4 separate regions of the Sus scrofa genome follow, and all the other regions are linked to region 2. A link is a contact called in public Hi-C and HiChIP or PLAC-seq data. All regions are on one chromosome and are shown on one strand. The core of a region is the stretch at or near the end of the contact, and the rest is flanking DNA. Distances in the headings are between cores, read along the strand shown. Region 1 holds the start of WDR59 (WD repeat-containing protein 59). Region 2 holds the start of PDPR (pyruvate dehydrogenase phosphatase regulatory subunit, mitochondrial). Region 3 holds the start of SF3B3 (splicing factor 3B subunit 3). Region 4 holds the start of MLKL (mixed lineage kinase domain-like protein).

Region 1 (6,446 bases), core at 2,908-5,407, 510 kb after region 2:
GGTCAGGGATCGAACCTGCGTCCCAGTGCCACAGTGATGTCACCGATCCATTGTGCCACAACATGAACTCCACTGTCTAAGCTTTCTTAGTGTTCGCACTCAATGATTCCAGGGACCACTTCAGAGGAGGTGCCAAGCAGCAAAGGTTCCTCACAATCGGTGACATAATTTCTGTTTTACAAAGTAAATGGAACATAGAAACTGTAAAAAAGAATTCTGCCCTTCAGGCTGGGGTTTTTCCTCTGAAAAACCTGAAAGCTTTGAAGATTTTTTTTTTTTTTTTTTTTTTTTTTTGCTTTTGAGCGCCACATCTGTGGCACATGGAAGGTCCTAGGGTAGAGGTCAAATTAGAGCTGTAATAGCAGGGCACAGCCATAGCCATAGCCATAGCCATGCCAGAGCTGAGTTTCATCTGCAACCTACACCACAGCTCATGGCAATGCCAGAGTTTTTAACCCATTGAGCGAGGCTAGGGATCAAACCTCCATCCTCGTGGATAAAGGTCGGGTTTGTAATCCACTGAGCCACAATAGGAACTCCCTTTTAATGATTTTTAAAAGCGGTGGCGGAGTGCCCATCGTGGCTCAGTGGTTAACGAACCCCACAAGCAACCATGAGGATGCAGGTTCGATCCCAGGCCTCTCTCAGTGGGTTAAGGAACTGGCGTTGCTGTGAGCTGTGGTGTAGGTCATAGATGTGGCTCAGATCCTGCATTGCTGTGGCCGTGGCATAGGCCAGGGGCCACAGCTCCAATTGGACCCCTAGCCTGGGAACCTCCATATGCTGCTGGTGCAGCTCTAAGAGACGATAGATAAATAAATAAACAAATAAATAAATAAATAAAAGTGGTGGGGTGTTTGAAAGTTTATTGTTCTAGCCTTTTCAGAAAGGCAGTGTGAAGTGTTTTAACTTTTTCCTTTCTGCATTAATGAATTGTTAATAAAATGTGTCCCTAACCCCCCCAATTATCACCAAAATTAATCACAAAGCCATGTTAATTCTCACTAAGACGTACCCTTCCAAATGAACAGAAAAATCAGAGAGAGAAACAGAAACTCCTGCAAGGCAGTTAAATTACCCAATTTACTTTGTTCTCTTACTATGACAACCGCTGTTTAGGTTTAATTATTTGATACGACTTCATAGCATCCTAATCTGTGTGACAGCGCTCTCTCTGCAGGTCTTTTCAATTACATCTCTGTAGAGAAGTAGGGGTGAGACTACCTGGGCTTCTGTGAAAATTAAAGGGTTTGCAGATTAGTAACTTCCAAATTAGCAGGCTCAGAGGTAGGACACGTGATTCTGTTCTGAGTCCCCGGTGAAAGCAATTAACAAGAAGGGTAACAAGAATGCGGTTCTTTTTCCCCAGGAGTCTGGCACCTCCCCCGGGAGAGCAGGCCTCCTGGAGACACATGCTAACAGTGCAAAGAGCTTTAGGATTCTTTAATGCAAATGTGGCTGCTCACATTTTCCATGGGGGCTGTGTATCCAGAGCACCAAAAAGCAAAACCATGGGAGGATCTCCAATCGTTCATTTTTATGGCAAAAGAAGGGCTGGGTTTTAGAAAGGAAAAATCACATCACCCCCTTATCCTAAACCTAGATTCCCCTTCAGTATAAATCACCTGAGCACCAACACAGTGCCTGGCACATTATTCACCTGCCAAAAGCTCAATAAATCCCACTGCATAAATGAGTGAATGGAAGCCTGGCACCAAGAAGGCATTCAATAAATATGGTTGAATGAATGAAGATAGCCAACAAGACACTGCCTGTCGCAGGGAAAAAAAGAGCATGACATATTTATTGTGGAACGACTGCATGACAGGCTCACAAAGGATGAAGCAGAGAATGTAATGAGTCCAATGAAGCCCTGGGGCCAGATGCTGCAATCAAATCCCAATGCAGCCCCATAATGGGAGGCCTTGGCCACGTCACTTGAGATCAGCCAAATGAGGATCAGTTTCCCCATTTGAAAAAATGGGGTGACATCTACTTATCTTGCATGGTTCTTTCATGAATTAGAAAAAGGAAATGTAGGAGTTCCCGTCGTGGCACAGTGGTTAACGAATCCGACTAGGAACCATGAGGTTGCGGGTTGGGTCCCTGCCCTTGCTCAGTGGGTTAACGATCCGGCGTTGCCGTGAGCTGTGGTGTAGGCTGCAGACGCGGCTTGGATCCCGAGTTGCTGTGGCTCTGGTGTAGGCCGGTGGCTACAGCTCCGATTCAACCCCTAGCCTGGGAACCTCCATATGCCGAGGGAGCGGCCCAAGAAATAGCAACAACAACAACAACAACAACAAAAAAGACAAAAGACAAAAAAAAAAAAAGAAAAAAGAAAAAGGAAATGTAGGGAGTTCCCATTGTGGCTCAAAGGTAACGAACCCGACTGGTATCCATGAGGATGCAGGTTCGATCCCTGGTCCCGCTCAGTGGATTAAGGATCTGGCATTGCAGTGAGCTGTACATCACAGATGAGGCCCAGATCTGGATTCTGTGGTACAGGCCGGCAGCTGTAGCTTGGATTTGACCCCTAGCCTGGGGAAGTTCCATATGCTGTGGGTGCAGCCCTAAAAAGGAAAAAAGAAAAAAAATGAAAAAAGAAAAAGGAAATGTATATATACCATTTAGCACAAGGCTGGGCATATGGAAAGCACAGAATACAAAAACGGTTTAAAAAATTATTATTATTATTATTGTCTTTCTGTCTTTTTAAGGCCACACCTGCGGCATATGGAGGTTCCCAAGCTAGGGGTCGGATCGGAGCTGTAGACACCGGCCTACACCACAGCCACAGCAACAGGGGATCAGAGCTGTGTCTGTGACCTACACCACAGCTCAGCTCACCGAAACACCGGATCCTTAACGCATTGAGCGAGGCCAGGGGTCGAACTTGCATCCTCTTGGATGCGAGTCGGGTTCATTAACCGCTGAGCCATGACGGGAACTTCAAAAAAAAAAATTCTTGGAGTTCACGTCGTGGCTCAGTGGTTAACGAATCTGACTAGGAACCACAAGGTTGCGGGTTCAATCCCTGGCCTTGCTCAGTGGGTTAACGATCCGGCGTTGCCATGAGCTGTGGTGTAGGTTGCAGTCGCGGCTCGGATCCCGCGTTGCTGTGGCTCTGGCGTAGGCCGGCGGCTACAGCTCCGATTGGACCCCTAGCCTGGGAACCTCCATATGCCGCGGGAGCAGCCCAAGAAATGGCAAAAAGACAAAAAAAAAAAAAAAAAGTACTAAGTTTCCTTTAGGCTCACCATGTGTCCAGCACTGTGCCACACATTTTAAGTGTATGACCTCATAAAAATTCTCACATCAATCCTTTAAGAGAGACACAATTGGCACCTCTTACAGGTGAGAAAAGATGCACAAAGGGTGATGACAGGCTAAGATATGAGCTGGGATTCGAACCGAGCAACACACGAAATGCATACGCCTCTTCACTGCGCGGTATCTTCCACTACCCTAGCATCAGAGACCACTTAAAGGTTTAAGCGCTGAAACGGGCACCTCGCGTGCAGTTTTTTATTAACTCCATTCCATCAAAGTTCTGTGAGGCAGGGTTCAATACATCTACCTAAGGCTCAGAGAAGTTCTGCAACTTGCCCAAAGTCACTAGGTGCAGGGGGAGCAAACACCCCCTCGCTCTCCACTCCGGTGGTGGGAAGCCTTCCCTCAGCGCTCACTAGAGCGCAATATCTGCACTTGGATATCCTCAGGCCGACCCCACTCCTGTATCCACGAGGGAAACCCCGAAACCTCGCCCATGGCAGCCCCAACCACCCCCAACGGTCTTCAAGGTAACCCTCATCCACTCAGCTCTGACACCTCCAGGTCACCCCCTTGACCATCTCCCCAGCCCGGGCTGGGGGTCGCCAGCCGCCCTGAGACAGACCCGGCAGCGTGGGGGAGGGGAACTGGGAAGGGCGCATGCTCAGAAGGCTCCATTTGGTCCCCAGCTCACCTGGGAGTCGCGGAATTCCACCACCACGTTCTCGCTGCTCCATCTCGCCGCCATTTTCCGCGCCCAGCCGTCGGGACACGAGAACTACGCGTCCCTACCTCAGACACCCGCGTTCCTGGGCTCGGCGAGCCCCACGCAGCCCGCGAGTCAGTGCTGCCACGCCCCGTCCTCGCTTCTGCCTGACCGCAAACTATTGGCTGACCCAAACACTGGCTCCACCCCCTCTTCCCGGATCCTCCAATTGTGGCACGGCGCCTGCCCCCCGAAAAAGGTACGACCCCCTTCACTCCGTCACGGCGTGGGTCACTTTCGCCCCTCGCGGCTGCGGATACCGCCCCCCCCCCTGCCGCGAGCTCTGCCGGGAGTTGTAGTCCAAAGTATGGACAACCGGGGAAGAGCTTGCAGGTTAGAGTTTGGCCGAGGGGAGGTGCGTGTTTTTCCAATCCGTCTCCTCGACGGTGTCAATGGCAAGGCCCAGACTGCATAAAAACCAAAGCTGAGCATTAGTGCAAACCAATGATTATCTCTTACCTCGAAGCCTGGCGCAAAGGCATTGAAAAGGGTAAATGCGCGATTCAATACAGTTTTATACAGTACAGCAGCGCCAGCTAAAATGTCTAGGGACCTGGGGGAGGGGGGTCTACGAAGGCAAAAAATGTCACTGTTATACTAAGAAGTTATTTGCTTTTTTCTTTTTCCTTCACAAATGCACAGTGTTTTTCACAGGTTAGTTACTACTTTTTTTTTTTTTTTTTTTTTTTTTTTGGTCTTTTTGCTATTTCTTGGGCCGCTCCCGCGGCATATGGAGGTTACCAGGCTAGGGGTCGAATTGGAGCTGTAGACGCCGGCCTACGCCAGAGCCACAGCAACGCGGGATCCGAGCCGCGTCTGCAACCTACACCACAGCTCACGGCAACGCCGGATCTTTAACCCACTGAGCAAGGCCAGGGATTGAACCCTCAACCTCGTGGTTCCTAGTCAGATTCGTTAACCACTGCGCCACGACGGGAACTCCTTAATACACATTTGTAACAGATTGAATGTAGAAGCAGGTGTGAAAATCTAGGATTTTTCTCTTAAGCCAATCATTAAAGAAAGTTGCCACTGTTCCCACTAAAGCTGTTTTGTTTTGGAAAATAAAGTTACTTTTCATTTACAAAATGTATTGTTAATGTTAACGCTCATTGACGTGTAAATTAATTTTTTTTTTGTCTTTTGTCCTTTTAGGGCCACACCCACAGCATATGGAGGTTCCCAGGCTAGGGGTCTAATTGGACCTGTTAGCTACGCCACAGCCACAGCCACACCACATCCGAGCCACGTCTGCAACCTACACCACAGCTCACGGCAACACCAGATCCTTAACCCACTGAGGGAGGCTAGGATCGAACCTGCAACCTCATGGTTCCCAGTAGGATTCGTTTCTGCTGCGCCACCACAGGAATGCCAAAATTTTTTAATTATTAGTGTTAATATCTGATGAACTAGACATAAAAGTTTGGGGGGATCATTAATAATTTTCAAGAGTGTAAAGGGGGAGTTCCCAGGTGGCACAGTGGGTTAAGGATCACTGCTGTGGCTCAGATTCCATCCCTGGCCCTTGGAACTTCCATGCCATGGGCCCAGCCAAAAACTAAAACCAAAAAAAAAAGTGCAAAGGGGACCTGAGATCAAAAAGTTGGAAAACCGCTATGCTAATACAGGGAATGGCCACTAAGTTCTCTTCCTCAGCTCCAACCTCTGAAATCCTGGGCTTAACTGGTTTAGCCTCAGTTTCTCTACAGAAGGAGAAAATTCATTTGGTTGTCCTAAGGAGTTAACCATTAACCACAAGGCCTGGAATATAACCAATCCTCAAGTGTAAACTGTCCCTATTGGGTTTTTTTGGTGGCCTACACCAGGCTCCAAGCTGCATCTGCGACCTACACCACAGCTCACGGCAATGCCAGATCCTTAACCCACTGAGCGAGGCCAGGGGTTAAACCCACATCCTCATGGATACCAGTCAGGGTTCATAACCAGCTAAGCCACAACTTACTGTTGTGTTTATATTAATGCTGCTTTTACATGCAAGCCATTGCATGAATAGAGATAAGAAGCCTTCCATTCCCTCCTGGAGAGTTGGAAACAATGGGAAACAGATTTGTCAACAGGTTAGGGTGACCAACCGTGGAAACTGCTCGGTATGGGCAAATGGGGCAGTCGGTCACTGTACAACAGGCATACAGTTGGCAGAATTATGTTTTATAAAAGCAATGTAGGGAGTTCCTGTCGTGGCTCGGTGTCTAACGAATCCGACTAGGAACCATGAAGTTGAGGGTTCGATCCCTGGCCTTGCTCAGTGGGTTAAGGATCCAGCGTTGCCGTGAGCTGTGGTGTAGGTTGCAGACGCAGCTCGGATCCCACGTTGCTGTGGCTGTGGCGTAGGCTGGCGGCTACAGCTCCAATTCGACCCCTAGCCTGGAAACCTCCATATGCCACA
Region 2 (6,299 bases), core at 1,664-4,163:
CAAACACCCTGCATGTCCCCCAGCTCAGAGCCAGCCACACTGTGTAACGGTCTGTTAGTCAGTCAGGGAAGCAAAACAGCAAGCCGCTAAGGAGACTACAGACTCTAGAAGCAGACAGATCCGGGTTTGAAAATCTACCTCGCCCTGCATGAGCTGTATGACTCTCAGCTAGTTACTCAATCTCTGTGCCTAGGACTCTTCATCTGTAACATGGGCCAGGAACACTGACCTCACACGGCTGCTGCAAGACTAAAGCAGATAAAGCAGGAAAAACATGGCAAGTGGCAGCTAAGAAGCACCCGGAAAGCAGAAGCCTTTAGGCCCTTGTCATAACAGAGCTCTCTGAGAGGAGGGACCAGTTATAACTTGAGCATCGTCTTCCCAGCATTCACTGGAGGCACCTTGGAGACACAACTTGATGAATGAATGAGAACAGAAAACAAAGGATATGGAAAAAAAAATTCAATGGGACTCAGATCTCAAGGCTGGGACCCCGGATTTGAGAGATAGATAAATAACGTGAAAGGATTTTTTTAAGGTAGTGTTTTTTTGTTTTTCCTTTTTAGGGCCACAGCCATGCATATGTAAGTTCCCAGGCTAGGGGTCGAATCGGAGCTACAGCTACAGCCACAGCCACAGCAATGCCAGATCTGAGCCTCGTCTGCAAATGACACCACAGCTCACAGCAACGCTGGATCCTTAACCCACTGAGTGAGGCCAGTATTCATCCTCATGAATACCATGCGCATTGGTTCTCTGCTGCGCCACAATGGGAACGCCAACTGCCAGTTTAATCTACACAAATCTGTAAGGGAGGTGTCACAATTTCTATTCCACACTTGTGGAAACGGAGGCACAGAGAAGTGAAATGACTCATCCAAGATCCTCTAACACTGGTGACTGGCAGAGCCTGAATTCAAAGCCTGCCAGTCTAGCACTAGAGTCTGCCACTGAAGCATTACTCTGTGCTACCTTCCCCTAACAGAAAAAGGGAATTACAAAGGTGGCATTCATCATAACAGATAAAAAGTTGCAAGATGGAAGAAACAATGCTAAAATGCCAGAGCTTTGAGCACCAAAAAAGGCTTTTTGACCTTGGGCTCATCATGACCTTCAAAAGAGTGAAGTGGTAAAGAAAAAGACTTCCAGTGGATTTGAAGAATGAAGGAAAAAGGAAGGCACAGAGTTTATACCAGTAGCTTTGGCAGCAACAGCAAGGCTTAAGAGCAAGGAGGTAACGGCAAGTAGAAAAGAAACAGAAGATGTCAAAGAAAAAGTAAAATAACACACCTGGTTGAAAATAAATTACGATCTCAACTTCTGCTAAGAAGAATTTCTTTCTTTCTTTCTTTCTTTTTTTTTTTTTTTTTTTGTCTTTTTAGCTATTTCTTGGGCCGCTCCCGAGGCATATGGAGGTTCCCAGGCTAGGGGTCGAATCGGAGCTGCAGCCACTGGCCTACACCAGGGCCACAGCAAAGCGGGATCCGAGCCGTGTCTGCAACCTACACCACAGCTCACGGCAACGCCGGATCATTAACCCACTGAGCAAGGGCAGGGACCGAACCCGCAACCTCATGGTTCTTAGTCGGATTCGTCAACCACTGCGTCACGACGGGAACTCCTGCTAAGAAGAATTTCTGCTAAACAACCTCACTGCTGGGGCTGGTTATGCTCAGATCTGCTTACACCTAGAACAAGAGGACAGCCCCGACTCCCTCTGAGCTGTTCCTCTGCATGGCCACAGCACCCTGGAGAAATGGGCTGCTAGTCCCAAGGAAGACTGGGTAAGAAGACAGAGATGAACACATCATTTCCCACACCTGCCTCGGCAAGAGCCCCCTGGGACACCTGCTTTAAAACTCAAGTCACAGACACACTCTTCCTCCCAGAGTCCATCTCTTAACATTCTGATCCTGCTGGTTCAGGTTGCTGTTTTTTTCAACAAGTGTACCAGATAATCAGACTAGTTTAAGAAATGAATACAAATCCCTGTACAAATACAAATCCCTGGCCCTGGAAAAGTGTCCCTTTCACACAGGCTAACTCCATGTCCCGCATCCCCCTACACAAGCGAGGGCGAAAAAAGCTTGAAAATGCTTGAATCAAACCTCAGGGTCAAACACATCAGAACCAAGAGGTCAAACGTTAGTAGCGAGCTCACTGCCCCGGCCTGGACTTTCCAGGTAACTTCACTGCCGACTCCGCAGCAGTTTTACTAGTTAATTAAGCGCAAGCGGACCACGTTTCCACGCGGGAAAACAATTTCACCTGCAGACCTGGCCCAGCTGAACAAGCCTGACCCCCGCTGCGGAGGCTGGCGGGGGGGCGGTGTGCAAGCCCGAGGCGGGGCGCCAGGAACGAGGTCATTCCCGCCGTCCTGGGCATCCGGGCTAGGCTGAGGGCGCCTGGAAGAACCGGGGAGCCGGGCACCGGTCCGCTAGGCGCCACTGCCGCGGGTGAGATTAAGGAAGATCGGGCAACGCAGTGTCGGCCCGGGCGGGCGGAGTCCCGGCGCCAGGACGAGCCTGCGGGAGGACCAGGCAGAACCCACGGGAAACGAAGCGCGGCCGGGAGCCCCCAGCAGGAACGGGGGTGGGGGGCTGAGGGCCCCGTGGCGGCAAAGTCCGAGCAGACCCGGAGGCCAGAGCGGCCCCCGGAGCTTCTCCTTACCTCACCGGCCTCCACAAGCTCCGCAAGCAGCCACACCCCGGCTGAAGCAGGGAAGCGACCACAACAGTTGGCTGGGGTCCTGGGGGCCGGAAGGGGGGTGGGGACAGGGAATGGGAAGGGGGCGGGGCGGTGGGCCGAAAAAGTTCCGGGGAAGCTTGAGTCCGCGACCTTCCGCGCTTTACGATCCGTAGGAAGGGTACGGCAGCGCGTGATCCCACTCGCGCACGCGCGTCGTGACGTCATCGACTGCTCCGCCCCTGACACGTGGGGGGTTGTTTGGGTCCCGAGTGTCTCCGCTTGAAGGTGGGCGGAGGGGAACCACCGTCTCGACGAAGATGCAGTCGCACTGGAGGCGGGGTGTTTCAAAGTCGCTTTAGAACTGCAGCTTCGGACCTTACCGATTTCTACCGATGCAGCTGGGACGGCCAAGATGGCCGGAGCTTTGGTGGAGCCTGCGGAGGGCAGGGGTTCTCTTACCGCGCGCGCGAGGCGAGTCCTCAGGTCCGGTCCCACGTGTCTGCCGCCTAAGGACACTCAGTCCAGGGCCTAAAAAAGATTCTTGGACCGAAAGCTGCTCTGTTTTTGGCCGTTGCTGCGGTCTTCCTGGGCGAATCACTAGTACAGCGGATCAGGAATCTTTTCTGCTGTCCCCGCCCGATCTCAGAGGCAGTTTAAGAAGACCTGCGATCTGGGCACCTTGCTTATTAGCACATCACGCTGTTTTCTTTCCTTTATAGAACTTGTGCTAAAGTAAATTAGTTGACTACCTTTCCCAACTAGCTGCACACTCTGCCCTCTGACAGTAGACCCTAAATCTCCTATTCTGCTGTGTTCTCAGCGCTTAGCGTGTGGCACGTTATCCAGTAAATATTTCTTAGAATGGAAAGCGATCTAATGGTACAGGCTTCTCTCCACTTGGGGCCACACCCAAGCCCATCTCACCACTCAAACCAGTTGTGTTAAAGGATTGGCACTGTGCCAGGTGATGGGATTCAGCCGTGCACAAGAAAGGGCTTCTGCCACTAAAGTGTGGCAGTGAAGTTCCAGGGACCCCTGTGTCACCATGCCAGCCTGAAACTTGCACTTTATGCATTTTTACTTGCCAGTGAACTCACACAAGACAGCCCATTTGAGGTCTGGTTTCCCGGCAACAGACACTGCATTTTGCTACCCTGATGTATGAATGTTCAAGGCGTTCCTGGCTTCGGTGCAAGAAATGTACTTAAATGGTTCAGTTATGGGCTTAAAGCTTATGGTCACCAGCTGCTCCCAAATGAAGACATTATAGACTAACAGATCTGAGGCATATTCTTGCTAAGATGTACTTGATACCTAGATGTGGCAATTTCAGGAGGAAAATGTCACAAGTATTTATTTATTTATTTATTTAGGTCGCCGGCTGCATGCAGAAGTTCCCAGGCTAAGGATCAAATCAGCACTACAGTAGCAACCTGAACCACTGAAGTGACAATGCCACATCCTTAACCCATTGTGCCACGAGGGAACGCTGTCACAGTTTTTTGTTGTTGTTGTTCTTGTTGTTTGTGTGTGTGTGTTTTTTTTTTTTTTTTTTTTGTCTTTTTAGGGCCGCATCCAGGCATAGAGAAGTTCCCAGGCTAGGGGTTAAATTGGAGCTGTGGCCACAGCCACTGGAATGCCAACCCAAGCCGCATCTGTGACCTCCACCACAGCTCCTGTCAACTCTGGATCCTTAGCCCACTGAGCGAGGCCAGGAATCGAACCCACAACCTCAGGGATATTGTTTGGGTTCGTACCCCACTGAGCCACAACGGAAACTCCCTCACCTGATATTTAGATGCATCTATTTTATCTTTGTAAACCTTCTGCCTTCTCCTTTTCACTCTCTCAAGGGCAGGAATTACAGGAAGTGAGGAAGGTACCACTAGCAGCTGTTTCAAAAGATCTATGCCAAGATTTGCTTTGCACACCAAGAACCGGAGCTTGGAGCACCTCTTCCCTCCAAGTTAGGTTCTAGTGCCTCATGCTCCAGAGTGTCACATGGTGGGTGGAGCCAGGAAGGATGGAGAAAAAGTACCTTCATTTCTGTCTGAGGGTACCCATCCACTCCACAGAGCTTCTCCTTCCCCAGAACAAGGGGATGTGCAAGAGACATCTCTGCAGCTCGTTTCAGGGAAGGGTTTTCTAGCAGCAGAGCTAACCCTTAATCTTTGGTCAACTCTTGGCATATACGACACTGTCGTTGTAGTTACTGTAAAGAGCTACAACTCATTCCTTGCCTTTGTAAATGTCCAGCTCAGCGCAGCCTTTTCTGTCCCTCTGTAGTGTCAGCATGTGGTCCCGAGGCATTCGAGGCCCTTTAGTAAATGGGATCTTTCTCATGAGCCCTGGTGACGAGAGGCACATGGGGTGCCCGAGCACTTCTGTCCTCCGGGAACGCGGTATTACCACTGTGCACTGTATTTCCATTGAGCCAGATTTCAATTAAGATTTTCTTCTCATGAGAAGATGTGGGGCAGATATACAATGGAATAGTACTTGGCCACAAAAGGGAACGAAATAATGCCATCTGCAGCAATATGGAGGCAACTAGACTTTATCATGCTGAATGAAATAAGCCATAAAGAGAAAGACAAATACCATATAATGTCCCATAGGTGGAATCTAAAATGTGACACAAACGAACCTATCTGAGAAACAGAAACAGACTCACAAACACAGAGCACAGACGTGTGGTGGCCAGTGGGGAGGAGGTTGGGGTTTAGCAGATGGAAGCTATTTCACACAGAGGGGACGGACAACGAGATACTGCGGTACGGCACAGAGAACTGCAGTCAGTGTCCTGTGATCAGACATAAGGGAAAAGACCTTTTTTTAAAGTGTATACATATATTTATCTGAATCACTTTGCTATACAGCAGACGCAACGTAAATCAACTCTGCCTCAATTAAAAGGATTTTTCTCTTCAGGTCACTCGCTTTGCGAATGAATAAACGGACATTTTAACTACCTGACCTGGCTGCCAAGAAATAGTCTACACCAACAGCAACCCAGCATGTGTATTTGCCATCAGAAAGGATAAACATTGCGGGTAAAATGGGTGTCCTGTTACCAAAGTGCAAAACCGACTTTGGGGACCACGGTAACCAAGTACAGGCACTGCCAACTGTGGCCCCCCACACAGCGGGGGCATGGCTGGGGGAACCCGTTCCTCCTCTTGGGCAACTGTCCCTGGGCTTGACATCCTGCCTTACCCTGACTTCATGGTGAGAACCTGGCGCTGGGCGCATCCCCCACGTCCCCGGGAGCCCGGGTGTGGACAGCGGGCTGTGCGTGCATCCCTGCTCATCCCTTCTCCGAGAGAAGCAGCCAGTGTTCTCGCTACACCCACTTCCACCCCCAAATCACAGTGCGCTTGTGCAGTAAAACACCTGCTCCGGACTCTGTGCTGTGCCGGGCGCAGGGCCGCTGTTTCACAGGCCCTGCGAGACACAGCAATGTCGCGAGGGGCTCCTGTGCCAGGCGCTGGGTCGCTGCCCTAACTGCCTTACCTTGTGGAAACTTCACCCAAACCGTGTGGATTAGAGGAGAGGGGTCCCGCTTCAACTGCGAGGAAAGTGGGGCCGAGAGAAGCACATGCTCCAGGTAC
Region 3 (6,129 bases), core at 581-3,080, 340 kb before region 2:
GCTGTGGAGCTGTGGTGCAGGCCACAGAAATGGCTCCAATTAGATCCCCTAGCCTGGGAACCTCCATATGCTGCTTGGGTGCAGCCCTAAAAAGCAAAACAAACAAACAAAAAACTGGTAACTTAAGTGTAGTTTTCATTTGCATCTCCTATACAGCTCTATATTTAAGGAGTGACTAAAATTTAGAATTTAAACTTATGTATCATCAAAAACTAAAAACCGAAATGCGACCCCAGAATGAAGCCTCCACAAAAGAATATACAAAGAAAAGGATTCTTCTTAGGACTCAAGACTGCAAACTGAGGTATCTTCACCATAAAAGTACCTATACATTTACCACTGGAAAATAAACTGAACTATTTTCCCTCAATTATTCAGAGACAAAAGCAAAGAATCTCGAGAAGTTCAAAGCTTACAATTGTATCTGTAATTAGCATGCAAATTTGGTTTTGTTAAATGAGAAAAGTTGAATGGAGTCTCAGACATAATTTATTCTCTTGCATCTCACTCCAGTTATAAAATTTCAAACATAATTTCAAACTTGCAGTTATCAAGAACAAAATTTACAACGAAACCCCTACCTTGTTGTGAATGTGATCTATATTGTAGGGTTGACTGTATGAAAGATACAGAATCTTTCAGAAAACAAACATAGGAAACCAAAGACCACTTCGGAAGCTTGGAAAACCTTCTCCTAGGCTACTTTTCGCCCTTTATAACTTACTGAAAAACTCAGCCTACTTTCTAGTTCCTTTACAACTAACAGCATCTAGTACAAACTTTGGAATTTATTTTCCCAAAACCTAGCTGGACCCAGGTTCCCCAACTATTCTTTTATCTTGGGTAACAAGGGAAATTGCATTTCAGAGGAAGATCAACCAAGCACTACATACCGGAAACTAGTAACGACCAAAACTTGGTAAATTTTGATTTCCCCCAATTCTACCTGCTGTCTATGAATATTAGGAAATGAGCCTGTGATTGCTCCTCCACCCCTTCTCCATGTACGAGAAGAACATCACCGCATTTAAACTCTGCAAAGTCTTCAAGATAGATATAATTATCCCCATTTTTGCAAGCGATAAACTGAGGATCAAAGAAGGAAATGAGTTGCCCAAGCACCAAAGCACAAATACAAAGGGTCTAGATTTCAAAGACTGTTTCCGTCCTTGACACTTTTAACACCCTTGATCTTTCACCTCCCCGTCGGTGTGCCGTTTACTTTCTCCAGTGGAAAACGTCTCTCCCGCCCCTTCTTACATCTCCCCCAAAGCCTAAAAGCTACGCAGTCTCTAGAAAGCTTATTTTGAGCTAGGCTTAGTTCCCACAGTGCGAACGGTCGCGAAACACAAGTTCGTGAAGCTGCCCTCCTGCGTTCCCCTCCATCACCTCCTAGACGCTTGCCCATAGTCCTCGGGCCTAAACTCTCTCAGAAACCCTTACAAAAGGCTCGGCCCACCCTTCTACATGGCCGCTCTCCACCTCTTCAGGCCTAGGGAGGTCAGAAAGCTGCTTCTTTACCCTGAAGCCAGGAGGATGGCGCAGATATCCAACAGATCCTCAGTCCCCTCAAGGCCTAATCCGCCGCTAAGCCCAAGCCGCCGGCATCCGCCATTAGCTCCTAAAACAGGGACCTTCCGATTGGCGCGCGACGGAAAAAAGGTCCTCAACCGGCGCCTGAAGAATGTACATATAAATCTCTTTAATGCTTCAGTCTTGCTTCCACGCCGCACGAAAAATTACTTAAACATATTTTTATGACTGTCACTTTTCCCAGGAAAATAGGGAATTAATAGACCTTTTTAAGTAGGCTTTTAAAAACATATATACAAATTCACTAGGCACTCCCGTGGGCAGCCCCAAGGACGTGGCGCGCCTACGAGGAGGGGGCCTCCCAGGGCCGGAAGCGCGGAATGGGAATCAAGATGGCGGACCTCGATTCTCCTCAGAAGCTGTCAGGGGTGCCTCCGCCGCCTGAAGGCGTGGGAGGAGGCCGCTGCTCGGAAATCTCCACAGAGCTCATTCGCTCTCTGACTGAGCTTCAGGAGCTGGAGGCTGTGTACGAACGGCTCTGCGGCGAGGAGGTGGGGGGCTGAGCTTCTCTTTCCAGGAGGATACAGGGGCAGTGGGCCTAGGAGCCGTCATTCTTGGGAAATCAGGGCTGTGGGAAGTTCTTTTCTTTACGAGGAAACAAAAAAAGCATCTACTCGAGAAGCAGGAGTGTGGTTGAATGTAATTGGGGCGATCCGACATCTCCGTCTGATGCCCCCAAGCATATTTTCGTGTTGTCTGGGCGATCTGCCCCGCCCCCTGTTGATTTCCCTGGCCCTTAATCATTAGATTTCTCCGCGGTCCTAAAGTTAGACTTAAGGGCATCTCCTCACACGCTTGCTTTTCATAATAAGAATAAAGGCTTTGTTGTAAGGGCTTATAAATTTTAAAGTGATGAAACGCTTTCACCTTACCTCATTTCAGCAAGAAATCATTGTAAATAAACAAAGCGTTTTAAGACTTTCTACTGTGGGAAATGATTTGGGGGTGTAATTTTAGCGTTTCAGTTCAATGCAGGGCTTTGTAGAATCTTGAGATGTTAAAACTCAGAAACAACTGTCTAATCGTGAATAAGTTATTTCAGTTCTTGTAGCTACCCCTGCATAGCGTCAAACCAGGGGCACTGGCTATATTATGTCCAGCAGCCTTCCTCACTTTTCCATGAAACTTAATGCTGTCAGTACTTTTTTTTTTTTTTTTTTTACTTTTTCGGGCTGAACCCGCGGCATATGGAAGTTCCCAGGCTAGGGGTGGAATCGGAGCTGTAGCTGCTGCCTATGCCACACCACAGCAATGCTAGATCCAAGCGGTGTCTGTGACCTACACCACAGGTCACTGGCACTGCTGGATCCTTAACCCACTGTTTGAGTTCGGGGATCAAACCCGCATCCTCATGGATGCTAGTCAGGTTTGTTAACTGCTGAGCCACAACAGGATCTCCCGTCAGTACTTTTTTTTTTTTTTTTGCTACACCCACTCTATGTAGAAGTTCCCAGGCCAAGGGTCAAATCCCCTCACAGCAGCAACCCAAACCACTGCAGTGACAACACCAGATCCTTAACCCACTGAGGGAGGCCAGGGATGGAACCTGCATCCTCATGGATCCTAGTCAGATTCATTTCCACTGAGCCACGGCGGGAACTCTCTTTGAGAGTTTTCAAGTATTAATTTATACCAATGCCGATAGACTTTTCAGCAAGATGTACTTTATAAAATTCAATACTCTTAACATTCCTAAGCTTGCATTCATTGAATCGGTCAGTATGTTAGGAAAAAAATTAAGTTGATCTTACAGACAGAACAATATTAGTTTTGGTTTTTGTTTGTTTTTCCCTTTTTTAGGGCTACAGCCGCAGCATATGGAAATTCCCAGGCTAGGGGTCAAATCAGAGCTGTAGCCACCAGCCTACGCCACAGCTCACAGCAACACCAGATCCTTAACCCAGTGAATGAAGCCAGGGATCAAACCTGGGTCCCCATGGTTACTAGTCAGATTTGTTTCTGCTGAACCATGACAGGAACTCCCTATCCTTTATATTTTAAATGCCTTCCTGTGTGAGGCATTTTGCCAATGAAATTGAATAAAGGTTTCTTTTCTCCCTCCGTGGTGTTCATCTCCTAGATGGAATAAGATACACATAAGGTAACATTATTTAATTTGATAAGTGCAAAAATGAAGTATTGTTTGTTAAAGTTCTATAGGAGTTTAGTGAAAGGAAAGAAGACATTTGAAGTGGGATTTACCCTTTAGCTAAGTGGTTGGATTAGATAATGCTTAGGGTTCCTTTTGACCATGCTAACAAAAGAATGTTTCTCTGTCTTTCAGAAAGTGGTGGAGAGAGAGCTGGATGCTCTCTTGGAACAGCAAAACACCATTGAAAGTAAAATGGTCACTCTCCACCGGATGGGGTGAGTCTACATATCAGGACAAGCTATTTAAATTCTATTAGGGACTTCTCTATGGCACAGCGAGTTAAGGTCTGGTATTGTCACTGCTGTGGCACAACTCAATCCCTGGCCTAGGAACTTCCATGTGCCATGGGGCCAAAAAATAAATAAATAAAATTTTTAAGTAAATAAATTCCATCAGGAGCCGTTGGATGTTATTATTTTTCCTTTCTGTTTTACCATGCAAGTTGAGTTTGAATTGTAAAGGAGATTTACCTCCAAGTAAAGTGAATACTTAAGAGTGTAGTCAAATTGTTCTCAAAGTGGTTTTGGACCAGCAAGTATTAACATCATTTGGGGAGTTCCTGTTGCGGCGCAACGGGATCTGCATTGTCTCTCAAGCACTGGGCTGCAGGATCGATCCCAGCCCAGCAAAGTGGGTGAAGAACCTAGCATTGCTGCAGCTGTGGCATAGGTAGCAGCTGTGGCTCACATCTGATCCCTAGCCTAAGGATCAAAAATTGCTCTTTGATTTCATCATCTTCTTAGATTGTTGGTTAGTGAATTTTATACTTACTTAGCAACTGGGAGAGTCTGTACTCTAGTTCTTTGGCAGTACATATTTAGGGATGTCCTTTGTAGTTATAGAAATTTATTTTTTGGAGTTCCCACTGTGGCATGGTGGGTTAAGGATCCAGTGTTGCTCCAGCTGTAGCATAGGTCTCAGCTGCAGCTCGGATTCAATCCCTAGCCTATGAACTTCCATATGCCTTGGGCATGGCCAAAAAAGAAAAAAAATTAATTTTTTGTTAAGTATAGAACTGAGTTTTCAATAAAACACTCTTGAGAAAAAGCTGTGAATAGAAGGAATGGAGCTAAGAGTCGTAAAGAAGTCGAAGACATAGTTTCCGTCTACAAAAAAGTTCTTCCATGTCTCCGTCTACTATCTACCCGAATGGATATATGTGCCGACAATGTATGTTTCTAGTCCCAACCTGCAGTTGATTGAAGGAGATGCAAAGCAGCTGGCTGGAATGATCACCTTCACCTGCAACCTAGCTGAGAATGTGTCCAGTAAAGTCCGTCAGCTTGACTTGGCCAAGGTAATCCTTTTCTTTTTTGTTGTTGTTTTTACAGCCACACCTGTGCATATGGAAGTTCCCAGGCTGGAAGTCAAATCAGAGCTGCAGCTGAGGCCTATACCACAGCCACAGCACTACTGGATCTGAGCTGCATCTGCCATCTGTGTTGCAGCTTGTGGCAATGCCAGATCCTTAACCCACTGAGTGAGGCCAGGATTGAACCTGCCTTCTCACAGACACTATATCGGGTTCTTAACCCACTGAGTCACAACAGGAACTCTGGCCAAGGTAATCCTATTGAGCTTTCGTTTTTTTTTTTTTTTTTTCCTTGATGCTGCCATTTTTTTAACCTTTTTTTATTTAATTGAAATATAGTTCATTTAATTTACAGTGTTGTGTTAGTTTCAGGTGTACAGCAAAGCAATTCAGGTATACCCCATTGAGCATTTGATGTTTAAGTTAGTAGAGGACGGTAGAGAAGCCACCACATTAGAAATTAGAGCAGTACCATCTGATAGAAACCTGATGGAAGATACCAAAACCAGACAAAGACATCACAAAAAAACTCCAAACCCATAGCTGTTATGAATATAGACACACAAATTCTCAACAATGCTATCAACTAACCAAATCAAGCAAATATAAAAAAGACTAGGAGTTCCCATTGTGGCTCAGTGGTTAACAAACCCAACTAGCATCCATGAGGGTGCAGGTTCGATCCCTGGCCTCGCTCAGTGGGTTAAGAATCTGGCGTGGCCATGAGCTATGGTGTAGGTCACAGATGCAGCTCAGATCCCGTGTTGCTGTTGCTCTGTCGTAGGCCGGCAGGTATAGCTCCAATTGGACCTATGCCTGGGAACCTCCGTATGCCGCCAGTGCGGCCCTAAAAGACAAAAAAAAAATTTTTTTTTAATAAAAAAGACTGTACTGTGCTCAAGTGGAATTTACCCCAGACATGCAAGGTTGGTTTATCATCTGAAAATCAATTAATGTAATATATCAATAGAATAAAGGCCAAAAACCAAATGATCATCTTATAGACTCAAAAAAAAGCATTTGAAAAATTCAACATCCCTTTTGATAAAAACACTCAACAAACTTGGATAGA
Region 4 (6,309 bases), core at 639-3,138, 260 kb after region 2:
ACCCCGTGAAATTTCCCAGGCCAGGGATTGAACCCATGCCACAGCAGAGACAACGCCAGATCCTTAACCCATTAGGTCATCAGGAAACTCCAAAGTTACTGATTTTAAAAGTGAAAAATCTTAAAATGGTAGTAACAGTATAAATTCAGAAAGAACTCTAATTTCCTCCTCCTCTCCACAAAAATGGCATCAAGCACTTTTCTGATGACATTTTATACCAGGTTTCTCTCTTTGTGCCTAAAATAGGCACCGGAAAAGTTCATGAATCAGCAATCCGGACCCTCTCTCTTGGCCGTTTCTCCACCTTCAGCCTGGCGTGGAGCGCCGAGGGCGGCTTGGACAATTCTAAGCCGGGTTCCCCAGACCCGTCCACCACGACAGCGCCCGGATGCCAGCTCTCCGCCGCGTCTTTTGTAGAAAGTCATTAGAGACCCAAGTGGGCGGCTTCACCCTCAGAGCGGAGGAGAGAAACCAACTCTGTCCCGAGTTCCAGGAAATGGGACTGGGAGTCACCCCCGCCTCCCGCCCCGCTTCTCCCGGCTCTGCCCGGGAATCCGGCTGCGCCCCTCTGCCCCGCCGCCTCCGGGGACCGCGCGCGTCCCGGGAAGCCCCCCGGACTCACCTTCGTCCTTCCCGAGGGCGTCCCGTGCACGGTTTCCGGGAAGACGCCTCGGCTTCTCAGACGACTGCCTTCCTTCTGGGGGAAGAAGTCTTCGAACCCGAAGCCCCTGGAAAGGGCCGCGTCCCAGCGCCCCCTGCCCTCGGCTGTGGCTGTGGGTGCCGCGCGCCCCGCGCTCCCTCTGGCTGCGTTAGGCTGCTCGGGACGCCGCCGGGGAACTGGCAGGCCTTTCCTTTCCGGGGAAGCCGGGGTTCTGGACTGAGCCCCGCCTCTGCGGGCGGGCCCCCAATCCGCTGGTTCGGCCGCCGCTTCGCGGTCTGGAGCCCGCCCGAGGGCTGGGAAGTCCGACACGCCGCCGCCTCTGCGCTTTCACAAGGCGCTTGCAGCCAACGGGCTCAGGGGGCCTTGGCTCCCTCAAAGCCCTTTCCCGGTGGTTCCTCCTGGTATCCTCCTCCTGCCCTTTTCACACTCCCCTCCTTCCCCAATTCCGTCAGGAACTGTTTACAGCACCCTCCTGGTGCCCGGGCGCTCTCCTTAGGGCTGGGGATTCAGAAAAGAACAAGAGCTCAGGAAAGGATTTTCATCAGGACAAAGTATGGGAAAGATTAGATGAGCAAAGCACTGAGAGCTGGAGAGAAGTTTCTTGTGTCTGCTTCGCTGTATGAAAATATTGGGGGTGGAGGAAGGGAGTGAAGGAAGAGATACACTTAAATGACCTTCCTTCTCGGAGGTCATGGCAGAGATTTGTGTTTTGATGTGTCATGTTTTACAGCCGGTAGCTGTGTCCCCAGCTAGAAAGTACAGAAGGAAGGTCATTCATTTACTCATCAGTCTGCTTCCGCTACAGGATAGAATTGGATTGTATGAGAAGACTTTTTGGATGAAGACCTGGTGGAGGATGTCTGGGGCTGTTGATGTGTTTATTCGAGTTCCCCTGCTCTCGGCCTCCATCTGTTGCATCATCCGTTTTCCTCTTATCTTAGGTCAGGTTCTCTAGAAGCAGAGTCTGAGAAAGAGAATCAGGCGCATGTGATTCACTGAAGGAAGGCTTTCAGGATAGAGTAAGGTAGGGCTGGGGTTGGGGTGGAGGAAGCTCAACAAGGATATGGCATCAGCGGAGACTAGCTTCGGCCAGATTCTGTGGGCAGCTGGAGAGCATGAAGCTCTGGAGCAAGAGGCAGCTTCTGTTTTGCTCTGGATAGATCACCAGTTAGGTGACAAAGAGTCTTAAAAAAAAAATTTTTTTTTTAGGGGCGCACTCTCGGCGTATGGAGATTCCTGGGCTAGGGGTCTAACCGGAGCCACAGCAACGCCAGAGCCGATCCGTGTCTGTGACCTACACCACAGCTCACGGCAATGCCGGATCCTTAACTCACTGAGCGAGGCCAGGGATCGAACCTGCAACCTCATGGTTTCTAGTCAGATTGGTTTCCACTGCGCCATGATGAGAACTCCTTTTTCTTTTTTTTTCTTCTTCTGTCTTTTGTCTTTTTAGGGCCGCAGCTGCGGCATATGGAGGTTCCCAAGCTAGGGGTCTAACAGAGCTACAGCTGCTGGCCTACACCACAGCCGCAGCAACACCAGATCTGAGCTGAGTCTGCAACCTACACCACAGCTCACGGCAATGATGGATCCTTACCCCACTGAGCAGTGCCAGGGATCGAACCCGAGTCCTCATGGATACTAGTAGGGTTTGTTAACCACTGAGCCACGACAGGAACTCCCTAAGAGGGACTTTCATAGCAATAAATACCTATATAAAAAAGAAGAAAGACCTCAAACTACCAAACTTCACATGTTGAGGAACTAGAAAAAGAACTAAGCCAAAAATTAGCAGAAGGAAGGAAATGACAAATATAAAAGCAAAAATAAATGAAATAGAAAATCCAAAAACATAGAAAGGAGTTCCCGTCGTGGCACAGTGGTTAACGAATCCGACTAGGAACCATGAGGTTGTGGGTTCCATTCCTGGCCTTGCTCAGTGGGTTGAGGACACGGCGTTGCCGTGAGCTGTGGTGTAGTTTGCAGACGCGGCTCGGATCCCGCATTGCTGTGGCTCTGGCGTAGGCCGACGGCTACAGCTCTGACTGGACCCCTAGCCTGGGAATCTCCATATGCTGTGGGAGCAGCTCTAGAAAAGGCAAAAAGACAAAAAAAGATAAGCAAACAAATTCTTAGCTAGACTAAGAAAAAAAGGGAGAATATTCAAACGAATGGAATCATAAGTAAAAGACACTACAATTGATGTCACAGAAATAGAAAGGATCAAAAGAGACTGTGATGAACAATTACAAGCCAACAAAATAGAAGAAATTAGATAAATTCCTAGAAACATACAGCCTACCAGGACTAAATCATGAAAAAATAACAAGTTGGTACAGACTTGTAATGGAGATTGAATCAGAAATCAAAAACCTCCCAAAAAAAGAAAAGCCAAGAGCCAGATGGCTTCACTAATCAAATATTTAAAAATAAATTAGGAGTTCCCGTCGTGGCGCAGTGGTTAACGAATCCGACAGGAACCATGAGGTTGTGGGTTCGGTCCCTGCCCTTGCTCAGTGGGTTAACGATCCGGCGTTGCCGTGAGCTGTGGTGTAGCTTGCAGACGCGGCTCGGATCCCCCGTTGCTGTGGCTCTGGCGTAGGCTGGCGGCTACAGCTCCGATTGGACCCCTAGCCTGGGAACCTCCATATGCCGTGGGAGCGGCCCAAGAAATAGCAAAAAGACAAAATAAATAAATAAAATAAATAAAATAAATAAATTAACACTAATCCTTCTCAAACTCTTGCAAAAAACTGAATAGGAAAGAATGATTTGAAGCTCATTTTACAAGTTCAACATTATCCTGATAGCAAAGCAAGACGAAGAGACCAAAAGAAAGAAAGCACAGGCCAATCTTCCTGATGAACACAGATACAACAATCCTCAACAAACTACCAGCAAACCTCATCCAACAACACAGGAAAAGGATCATACACTCTGACCAGGTGGGATTTATTCCTGGGATGCAAGAACACTTCAACATATGAAAATCAATTAATGCGATGCACCACGTTAACACAAAAAGGATAAAAACATATGATCATCTCAGTGGGTGCAGAAAAAGCATGTCACAATATCCAACGCTCTTTAGTGATAAAAACTGTCAACAAATTAGGAATAGAAAGAAATTATCTCAACATAATTAAGGCCAGTTATGACAAGCCCACAGCTAACATCATAGTTAATGGTGAAAAAGAGAACACTCTCCTGCAAGACCAGGAACAATGTAAGGATGTCCACTTCTTTTTGTTTGTTTGTTTGTCTTTTTCCTTTTCTGGGGCTGCACCCACGGCATACGGAGGTTCCCAGGCTAGGGGTCCAATCGGAGCTGTAGCTGCCAGCCTACGCCAGAGCCACAGCAATGAGGGATCCAAGCTGAGTCTGCAGTCTATACCACAGCTCACAACAACGCTGGATCCTTAACCCACTGAGCAAGGCCAGGGATGGAACCTACAACCTCATGGTTCCTAGTCGGATTCATTAACCACTGAGCCACGATGGGGAACTCCGGATGTCCTCTTCTATTCAACACACAATGGAAGTGCTGGTCAGAGCAATTAGCCAAGAAAAAAACATCCAGGAATTCCCTGATGGCTTAGCAGTTAAGGATCCAGTACTGTTGTGGCTCAGGTTGCTTCTGTGATGCAGATTCAACCCCTGGCCTGAGGACTTCTGCAGGCCATGGGGTGTGGCAAAAACAAACACCAAAAAAACCCCTCAAAGTGTTAGAACTAATAAATGAATTCAGTGAAGTTGCAGGATACAAAATCAACATGCAAAAATCAGCTGTGTTTCTATACACTAAAAACAAATAGTCTGAAAAAGAAATTAGGAAAACAATGCCATTTCCAATAGCACCAAAAAGAATAAGATACTTAGGAATAAATCAACAAGGGAGGTAAAAGACTTATACACTGAAAACTCTAAGAACACTGATGAAGGAAATTAAACAAGCTAAAAATAAATGGAAACATATCCAGTGTTCATGTATTGGAAGACTTAATCTTATTAAAATGTATGTACTGGAGTTCCTGTTGTGGCTCAGTGGTTAACGAATCTGACTAGGAACCATGAGGTTGCGGGTTCGATCTCTGGCCTCACTCAGTGGGTTAAGGATCTGGCATTGCTGTGAGCTGTGGTGTAGGTCACAGATGCGGATTGGATCTGGCATGGCTGTGGCACAGGCCAGCAGCTGTAGCTCTGATTCAACCCCTAGCCTGGGAACTTCCATATGCAGCAGGTGTGACCCTAGAAAAGACCAAAAAAAAAAAAAAAAAAAAAAAAGTATGTACTATCCAATGCATTCTACAGATTCAATGCAATCTCTATCAAAATCCCAATGTCATTTTTTATAGGTATAGAAAAACAACTCTAAAATTAATATGGAACCATACTCCTGGGCATCTATCCAGAGAAAACCATGACTTGAAAAGATACAGGTATTCCAATGTTCACTGCAGCACTATATACAATAGCCAAGACATGGGAACAACCTAAATGTTCATCGGCAGAGGAGTGGATCAAGAAGATGTGGTACATATACACCATGGAACATTACTCAGTCATTAAAAGGAACGAAATAACAGCATTTGCAGCAACATGGATGGACCTAGAAATTATGCTAAGTGAAGTCAGTCAGACAATGAGACACCAACATCAAATGCTATCACTTATACATGGAATCTAAAAAAAGGACACAATGAACTTCTTTGCAGAACAGATGCTGACTCACAGACTTTGAAAAACTTATGGTTTCCAAATGAGACAGGTTGGGGGTGTGGGGGGATGCACCGAGGGTCTGGGATGGAAATGCTATAAAATTTGGTTGTGATGATTGTGTACACCTATAAATGTAATAAAAGTCATTAAGTAAAAAAAAAAAATATGGCATCACAAAAGACCATAAACATCCAAATCATTCTTTTTTTTTTTTTATTTTCCCACTGTACAGCAAGGGGGTCAGGTCATCCTTAGATGTATACATTGCAGTTACAGTTTTTTCCCCACCCTTTCTTCTGTTGCGACATGAGTATCTAGACATAGTTCTCAATGCTATTCAGCAGGATCTCCTTATAAATCTATTCTAGGTTGTGTCTGATAAGCCCAAGCTCCCGATCCCTCCCACTCCCTCCCCCTCCCATCAGGCAGCCACAAATCTTTTCTCCAAGTCCATGATTTTCCTTTCTGAGGAGATGTTCATTTGTGCTGGATATTAGATTCCAGTTATAAGTGATATCATATGGTATTTGTCTTTGTCTTTCTGGCTCATTTCACTCAGTATGAAATTCTCTAGTTCCATCCATGTTGCTGCAAATGGCATGATGTCATCCTTTTTTATGGCTGAGTAGTATTCCATTGTGTATATATACCACATCTTCCGAATCCAATCATCTGTCGATGGACATTGGGATTGTTTCCATGTCCTGGCTATTGTGAATAGGGCTGCAATGAACATGCGGGTGCATGTGTCTCTTTTAAGTAGAGCTTTGTCCAGATAGATACCCAAGAGTGGGATTGCAGGGTCATATGGAAGTTCTATGTATAGATTTCTAAGGTATCTCCAAACTGTTCTCCATAGTGGCTGTACCTGTTTACATTCCCACCAGCAGTGCAGGAGGTTCCCTTTTCTCACAGCCCTCCAGCACTTG

The links. Hi-C and Micro-C count contacts between places; a contact is called where the count stands out from the background. HiChIP or PLAC-seq counts read pairs in DNA pulled down with a chosen protein or histone mark.
Region 1: a Hi-C map of liver shows a contact between it and region 2, with 4 times the contacts expected there. The contact joins the promoter of WDR59 here to the promoter of PDPR in region 2. A contact is called at or near these places in 1 of 5 promoter capture datasets (liver) and 2 of 47 Hi-C or Micro-C datasets (heart right ventricle and liver).
Region 3: a contact with region 2 is called in an H3K27ac HiChIP or PLAC-seq map of alveolar macrophages. The contact joins the promoter of SF3B3 here to the promoter of PDPR in region 2. A contact is called at or near these places in 2 of 47 Hi-C or Micro-C datasets (heart right ventricle and skeletal muscle) and 1 of 2 datasets of contacts at active chromatin or transcription factors (alveolar macrophages).
Region 4: an H3K27ac HiChIP or PLAC-seq map of alveolar macrophages shows a contact between it and region 2. The contact joins the promoter of MLKL here to the promoter of PDPR in region 2. A contact is called at or near these places in 1 of 5 promoter capture datasets (liver), 2 of 47 Hi-C or Micro-C datasets (both in embryonic fibroblasts) and 2 of 2 datasets of contacts at active chromatin or transcription factors (alveolar macrophages and skeletal muscle).

Annotation. Positions count from the first base shown.
Region 1 is chr6:12,679,877-12,686,322 of Sscrofa11.1, reverse strand. It overlaps WDR59 (WD repeat-containing protein 59), which reads right to left and starts at 4,157. Exons shown (of 28, transcript XM_021093785.1): 1 at 3,965-4,157. The coding sequence starts at 4,018.
Region 2 is chr6:13,183,991-13,190,289 of Sscrofa11.1, reverse strand. It overlaps PDPR (pyruvate dehydrogenase phosphatase regulatory subunit, mitochondrial), which reads right to left and starts at 2,913. Exons shown (of 20, transcript XR_002344509.1): 1 at 2,671-2,913.
Region 3 is chr6:13,520,220-13,526,348 of Sscrofa11.1, reverse strand. It overlaps SF3B3 (splicing factor 3B subunit 3), which reads right to left and starts at 1,830. Exons shown (of 26, transcript XM_021093803.1): 1 at 1,522-1,830. It overlaps COG4 (component of oligomeric golgi complex 4), which reads left to right and starts at 1,907. Exons shown (of 19, transcript NM_001244337.1): 1 at 1,907-2,084; 2 at 3,878-3,960; 3 at 4,928-5,042. The coding sequence starts at 1,914.
Region 4 is chr6:12,919,425-12,925,733 of Sscrofa11.1, reverse strand. MLKL (mixed lineage kinase domain-like protein) reads right to left here and starts at 1,888. Exons shown (of 11, transcript XR_002344504.1): 1 at 623-1,888.